Linked DNA regions of Drosophila melanogaster: region 1 is linked to region 2. The links are chromatin contacts, called in public Hi-C maps. All regions are on one chromosome and are shown on one strand. The core of a region is the stretch at or near the end of the contact, and the rest is flanking DNA. Distances in the headings are between cores, read along the strand shown.

The links. Hi-C and Micro-C count contacts between places; a contact is called where the count stands out from the background.
Region 1: a Hi-C map of the Kc167 cell line shows a contact between it and region 2, with 1.9 times the contacts expected there. A contact is called at or near these places in 1 of 107 Hi-C or Micro-C datasets (the Kc167 cell line) and 1 of 7 datasets of targeted methods (the Kc167 cell line).

Annotation. Positions count from the first base shown.
Region 1 is chr3L:17,565,279-17,568,689 of dm6, forward strand. Eip74EF (Ecdysone-induced protein 74EF) reads right to left here. Exons shown (of 8, transcript NM_168740.3): 6 at 79-447. Among named protein-coding and RNA genes, the nearest start is that of CycT, 9.2 kb to the left of the region's middle.
Region 2 is chr3L:17,011,125-17,014,851 of dm6, forward strand. CG3764 reads right to left here and starts at 1,441. Exons shown (of 7, transcript NM_001275048.1): 1 at 265-1,441. The coding sequence starts at 542. It overlaps CG6664, which reads right to left. Exons shown (of 5, transcript NM_168710.3): 4 at 2,869-3,727; 5 at 1,762-2,805. The coding sequence ends at 2,326.

The DNA.
Region 1 (3,411 bases), core at 188-2,687, 550 kb after region 2:
TTAACAAATTGTTGCACATATCCTTTAAGATCAAGTTGCTTTTAGAATGTGACATTAATTTGCCTTGTGTATAATCACCTGTTGTGGCCGTCGTGTAGTTTCTGTGGTGCGGATTGTGGATGGCACCGCCGCTAAGCAGATTGTGGAGCAGCGGGCGTTGTGGGATGGCCAGCGGCTGTTGCTGCTGGTGGGCATTGTTGCCGTTGCTGCTGCCTCCGTTGCCTGCCGCACCGTGTAGACCCTGCTGCTGTTGTTGCTGCTGCTGCAGCTGGAGCGGAGTGAGCAGCGTATTTTGCTCCGTCTTTATGTGGAGCAGAGCGGTGGCGCCGGCGAAGGTGGAGCCGTTGTGCGGCTGCTGCTGTTGCTGCTGTTGCAGGTGGTGCTGCTGCTGCAGTTGCTGCTGCGGTGCCGGACTTGTCGATTGCTTGACAATAGGAATTTCGGTGTCTGAAATGAAGGAGCAAAGGAGGAGGTGGTTGAAAATACATCTCTAAGTTAAGATGTTGAAAATGCATCTAAGGTTTTATTGCCAAGTTAATGTCATTAGACTGGAATTCCTATCCTATCCTTGATGTGATTTGATATATAAAGCTAGCTTTTACAGAAAAACCGTAAAAATATCAATATAAAACATATCCAAATTCACTAGATTATGAATTCATTAACAAAATTTAATTAATTATACATTTCTTTGGAAATTAATTATGCATATATGTATGTATATAAAAAAAATCCACAAAGGTATTAGCTGAATAATTAAGCATCCTTCAGCAACATCAGTTTAAATTTGCGATTGCTTCAATCACCAGAATAATGCATACTTTCGAATCCCCAGATGCCGTTGCTGTTCCAATTAAACGAATACTTGGCCTCATCACGGAATGCTTTGCAGGGCTCTCAGTCCCCTCAATCCCCTTTAATCCGCCCACCAACCACTTGGCTACGCCCCTGTCCTCTTCACAGCTGTCAAAAATGCCTATCCAACGAGCTAATAATACAAAAATTCGCATCATAATTTCATAGAAATGTCATGTTGAGCGAGATATGCAAAAAGGAAAACGAATACAACGAAACGAAATGAAATGAAACAATTGAAATGCCCCAATTTGGTGAGCCATGAACTCGCAACCGTTAAAAACAACGCCAGAGGAAAGGCAACAAAAATTAGCTTCTCACTTTCCTTTGGCCGTTGTTGTTGCAGCTGAAAAGTAAAAGTGCATTTTCACTTATTTCATGCAGCGGCAGCACTGGCAGCAGCGGCATGAAAATAAGCAGAGGCAAAAAAAATTGCATTGAATGTCAAGCGGTACGCACACACACATACACACACACACATTCACACGAATCAAATCCGCGGCAACTGCAGTGTGCAGGAAAACGTCAAAGCCAGCGGAGCAATGAAGCTTGCAAGCACACTCACTCTCACAGATACGCGCACACACACAGCCACGCCAAGCACTCACACACACAAGCCCAGACGAGTGGCAGCAGAGAGGAAGAGAAATCAGGTCAAGGCTTGTCGGCAACGGCGACGAGTTTACAATTTATGCTTTGCTGGCTGCATTATTGCATGTTGCCGCTGTGTGCGAGTGCTTTTTACAGCTTTTTAAATACACGGCAGCCCGGCCGACTTCGCACACTGGCCGATAATGCCTCGTAAAGCGGTGTAAAACTAACCATTTTCCATATATTTGCAGATATATCATTTCCACCAAGAAAAGTGGAAGTGGTAATCACTGTATAGGAGAAAGTAGCAGGTACAAGTACTTGAATACCCTTTGTTTTCAAAAGCAATACAATCTAAAAAAATATATAAATATATTTTGACCTTTTTCTTGTAAAAAACGTTTATTATTTTACTCTGTCCTATAGGCCATTTGACCCACTGTGCAACGCAGTTGTCTCGTTTTGATTGCCGCTCCACTCGTCGTGGGTGAATGAGAAGCATGTAAAAATATACATATATATAAATGTATATACCCATATATTTTCTTGATATGTAAGAAATTCAAAAGCCGCAGCACAAAAATAAAAAACCAAAGTCGTGACGGAAATCGCGCGGCAACAAAACAGCTGTGCGGTTGCATTGGTTAACCACCCACCGCCTCGCCCCCCTCGGCCATCGACAATTGGCCTGCTGGTGCAACAGCAGCAGCTTTTTAACGGAAATTATAAATATTATTTTCGCCAAGTTTTCGTTGCGAGAATTTCCCTCTATTTACTTGGTGCTTTAATCGCTTGTCGAAGTGAAAATGTCGGAAATGCCCGTCACTTGCCTCGATTTTTTTCGCTTGTCTACGTTTTTCTTTTAGTTTTTCCGTGGGGAAGTGCTCACGTGTTGTTTTTTACTGCGGCCAACGCGGCGTATGCGTAATTTGTTGCAGGTGGCCGCCGACAAGTTAAAGTTCTAAATGGTAAACGACTGACATGGAAATGTCTAAATCAATTTACAGCAGAATGAAAACATTCATGTGCATATAGTTTACTTTTGATTTTTTACAAATTAAGGTAAAAGTTTAATATATAATGGTTAAATGAAATAGTTGTTGGGCAACTTCAAAGCTGGAAGTCGTATTTAAACCGTGCTTTTAGCACATATTCCGCGTGTCAACAGCTTGTATTTTGATCGTAAACTGCAACTTGTAAGCAACATGTGTATTGACTCTAGAAAATTCCTGAGAATTCAAAAGTAGATTATTGTATTTATTCCCGTTGAAATAGTTTATTGCGCAAACGAAACGTGTGCGATTACTTCCTGTGCGGCATATTAGGCGTATGGGTAATATACGAGCGTTCAAATTAAGTATACGCCTAGGTGAACAACGGAAGGAAGGCGAAGAATTTAGATTTCCTGGAAGAAGTTCATCGGTCTTCCCCCGTTTATTCCGCCGAGCTTTCACTGTACCGCATTTGTGGCGCCACCATGGAAAAGAAAACAACGCTATAGAAGCCGACAATCAGACCGCCAGAGGTTCAGCGTTAATGGTGCATAAACAAACACAAACACGGCAGAAAGAAAGACAAATAGCCAGTGGTAATAGAGTCTACAAAACATTGCAATGCTGCGCCAAATGTGCGCTGACCTCTAAAAATGCGGTCTAATAAAACCAGCAGAAACTAACCAACCGACAAAACACACAGAAATACAAGAGAAAAAAATTAAATATATTACGAGAAAACAAAGCAAAATTGGCAAACAACATAAAAAAATAATAATAATAAAAAACAACACACACACAGAGAGACATGTCAAAGAAATTAACGGTAAAGTCATGTGCATGTGAGCTGGTGGGTTTTTGCTATTTTTCTTTGTTGAATTCGAATTTGGACTTGAACCGAACTGGCTCGTTGATATGTGCGCGGCATTTTGGGACAGTTACATCACAATTCCGGCGGATAGCGCAGCATTTG
Region 2 (3,727 bases), core at 191-2,690:
AAGAGGAAGTGCAGGTGGTGCAAGAGAGAGGAACATGAGTGCCGGTGGAGGGGGCGGGGCGTATATGTATGTACATACATACATATGTATAGTGTGAAACGCATCATGAGAACGCCTTTTCGCACGTCTCTCTTTGTGTGAATGTATGTGCTTCCGAGTGATTTTGCAGCTGCACCTATTTTCCCCCTTTGTTGTGCGCGCATTTTATCGATACACTAATACCGGGTGTTAGGCAGTTTTGTTGTTAAAAAGATAAACACTTACCTTAGATAATTTCGCGAAGTTTGTTTTGTAGCTTTTGCGGACGACGAACTATTGCCAGCAGAGGCCGTGGCAGCGACGCCGGCAGAGGCGTGAGCTGTACGTGCCGGCAATGTTGTTGTAGTAGCTGATGTTGCTGTTCCTGTAGTTGCTGTTGTTGTTTGGCTATTAATTAGCGCTGCTGCTGCTGCGGACGCTGCGGTCAGCGTGGGCGCTGCCGCTAAATTCGCTGGTGTTGTTGGTGTTGCCGACGGAAAGAAGAGTTTATTCAATAGGGCCATAATAAGACACGATGTCCGCAATCTGTTAATAAACACATCTGGCCAATCGAAATCTCAGAATCGAAGATCGAATATTGAATTTATTTCTGATTTTGTGTGGAAATGGAAATAAAACACAGACACGCACGCACACAAACAAGGGCGCACTTTTCGCTTTCCTTGGAATGAGTGGTTGTTGCTGTTGTTGTTGGCGAAAGAGACGTCTACCGTTACACGCGCGCCTGCCAGAGCGAGATGGCGGATGCTGCACAATCAAAACCAAAACTTTCGCTTTGCACTTTTCTTTCTTGCACTGCTTCTGATCTATCTGATCTCTTCCTGTACACAAACACACACATACGCACTTGCAGTGGAATTTATTTGATTGAGCAAAAATAATATATGGCTATTTTTGTGTTATTTTCGCGAATCGGCTGCGGAAGCGACACAGGTTCTTTACCGTTCCACATCGAAATGAGAACCGAATATCGCTGGCGTCCGCTTTAAAAAGTTTGCAAGAGACGCGTCGCAGTCGTTAAATGTGTGTGAGTGAAAGAGAGGGAGAGCGGCAGCAGCGTTTAAAGAGCACCATCTGTGTTTGTTTGTTTGAGTGTGTGTAAATGGTTTTCTGTCGTTGCTACCAATGCGAGCTTCTTTTGGCCAATACACACTTTTTTGTTGTCATTTATCATTGACTTCCCACTTCCTGCCCACCTATTTCACCGTCTTTCTCTCGGTTCTCAGATCAAAGTCAAGTCACTTATTTTAATTGAACACTTTGCGGCTTTGTTTGCTCTCGCTCGAGGTGTTACACTCCGCTTTTTGGCCTGGCCCAAAGGTTAGTCTTTGGTCTTAACGCTTCGCGCTGACTGTTTGGCCTTTATTTACAATCACAAACACAAACAACACAAGAGCATTTTGCAACGCGAAGTTAGCTGCAGCTGCGCGCCAGTGTGTGCACGCCAAGTGGCAGAAGTATGAAGGCAGTTTTAGGGGATACTTTAAGTGTTGCCCCACCATTTGTCGTGCATTTAACGGAAATTCGAAAATTCTTGTTCTTGTGGTTCGTCAAAAGAAAAAAATGTTATTTCTGAAAACATATTTTAAAAAAACCTATCAGATGATGTTTACAATTCATATATTGTAGTGTCTACAGTTGTACTTTCTACAATTTTGAAAACCTTGCACCTCGAATTTAAACAAAATTTAATTTAAAAAAATTCTGGACGAATTTTTATTTAATTTTAAATTGTTGAACTTTATTTTTGTTGGCTTACATAAACATACTTCAAAATTTTTTAGGCCCACATGCGAAGGAATTGTGGGAAAATGGTTTCGACATGAATAGAATTCACCCTTTTTATAAATTCATACGATCTGGTTAGCGTGTGCTGTCCATCCTCATTCTCATCCTCTATATCCTCCATATCTCATTATTAGCTGTGTTTTACTTAACTTTAACTGGAACCGAGCGAAATTAGAAAAACATTCAAATCTTAAACATTAGCGCTAAATATTCGTTCGCCTAGGAATTCCGTTATTGAAAGGTTTTAAGAGATTTTGATCAAATAGAACATACATATACATATTAACCATATATAAATGTGGCGACTTTGAGTCGCCCTGGAGAAGCTTACGATAGTTACTTTCTCATCTTTTGTTTCTGTGTTTTCTTATGTTTTTAGGATCGTTAAACTGGTTGCTTGCATGCGTGCGTGTTTATGAATATAGTGTGTTTTCGTGTGAAAGTGTGTGAATAAGTCATGATTTTTCTGTATCCCTGTGCGAGAGCTACTGCATCCTCCTAGTCCTTGCAGGTGGACGTGTCCATTGGACTGGCTGGCTGGATAAAGGCCGTGGCCGCCGAGCTGGGCGGATTGGTTGGCGTAAACGCCGACAGTGAGGAGTTGCTGCTGCTGTTAACAAGATTGCCGCTGGACGAGTTGTTCAGGCTGATGTTCATCAAATTGGACGACGACGACGAAGCGCTGGAGTGGCTAGTGAGCTGGGCCAGCAGACCTCCACCTCCACCGCCGGCCAAGAAGGTGGCACTGCCGCCAGCCGAATTTGACGAGCCAAGGCTTAGGCGTTCGCCTCCCAGATTCGAGAGAAAGCCGCCAGCGGCATTCCCAGCTGATACGGACGCGGACGATGAGGAGCTGCCGGTTCCCAAAATGCCCAGCAGTGGGTTGGTTGAGGTCAGCACGTTCGGTGCGGAAGTGTTCAGGCCCAGCATGGGCGTTGGCAGTGCTGGCTTTATGAAGCGTTCGCTGGCACGACGATTCTGAAACGAAGAATTTTTAATTTTACAAATCTGGAAAGCAACATTTCACAATATCGTACTCACCACTAGCTGGCCGCAGGCATAGCAGCGGTTTTGCACCGCCGTGCCCGGACTTAGAGGTCGGCTACTCGAGGGACTGTGGGAGACGGGACTGCTGATGGTGCGTTGACGTTGGGCGCTCACCGCTGAAGCTGCGGCGGCGGCTGCTGCCGTCGCTACAGCGAACGAACCGCCTCCCATCAGGTTCTCGTTGTAGAAGCGTTCCTCGTCCATCTCCAGCGAGGATTCCGATTCGGAGAGGTGCCGGCATAGGGCTTCGCGGCGCTCCACCTCCTGCTTTAGCTTGCGCTGAAGGCGAGCGTTTTCCTCGCGAATCGACTTCTCTTCCTGCGCATACTGCTGTGTTTTGATAGTGGCTTCCTTCTGAGCGCTCGCCAGGTCGGAGCGATAGCGAAGCACTTCGGAGCGCAGAATCTGGATATGAGCACTCAAACTGGTGGCCGTATCGCCACCATTGGCATGGGCGTTGTTTGTGATGTCTCGCGGCGTAGTCGGATCGGAAACCGGCTGATCCAGCTTGATTTGCAGCGAACGCTTCTCGGTCTCCAGCTTGTCCATGCGCTTCCACAGCTTGTTTACAAGAGCTTCCTGTTCCTGCTCAAGCGTGTTCTCCAACTCGACCATTTCGCGGCGCAGCTGCTCGAGATTGGTCTGCTTGTTGTCCGTCTCCGCCTGGAGCTTCTCAATCTTGCGCATAAGCTTGTTGACGAGGCACTCCTGCTCCTGCTCAAGTGTCTGCTCCAGCTTGCACTTCTCCTGACGCAGCTGGTCGAGCTTCCGGGAGAGATCGTTGGTCAGACACTCCTCCTCGCGCTCGTAGTGGTGCGCCAGAGTCTCCTTCTCCTTTTTGAGGGCCTGAATC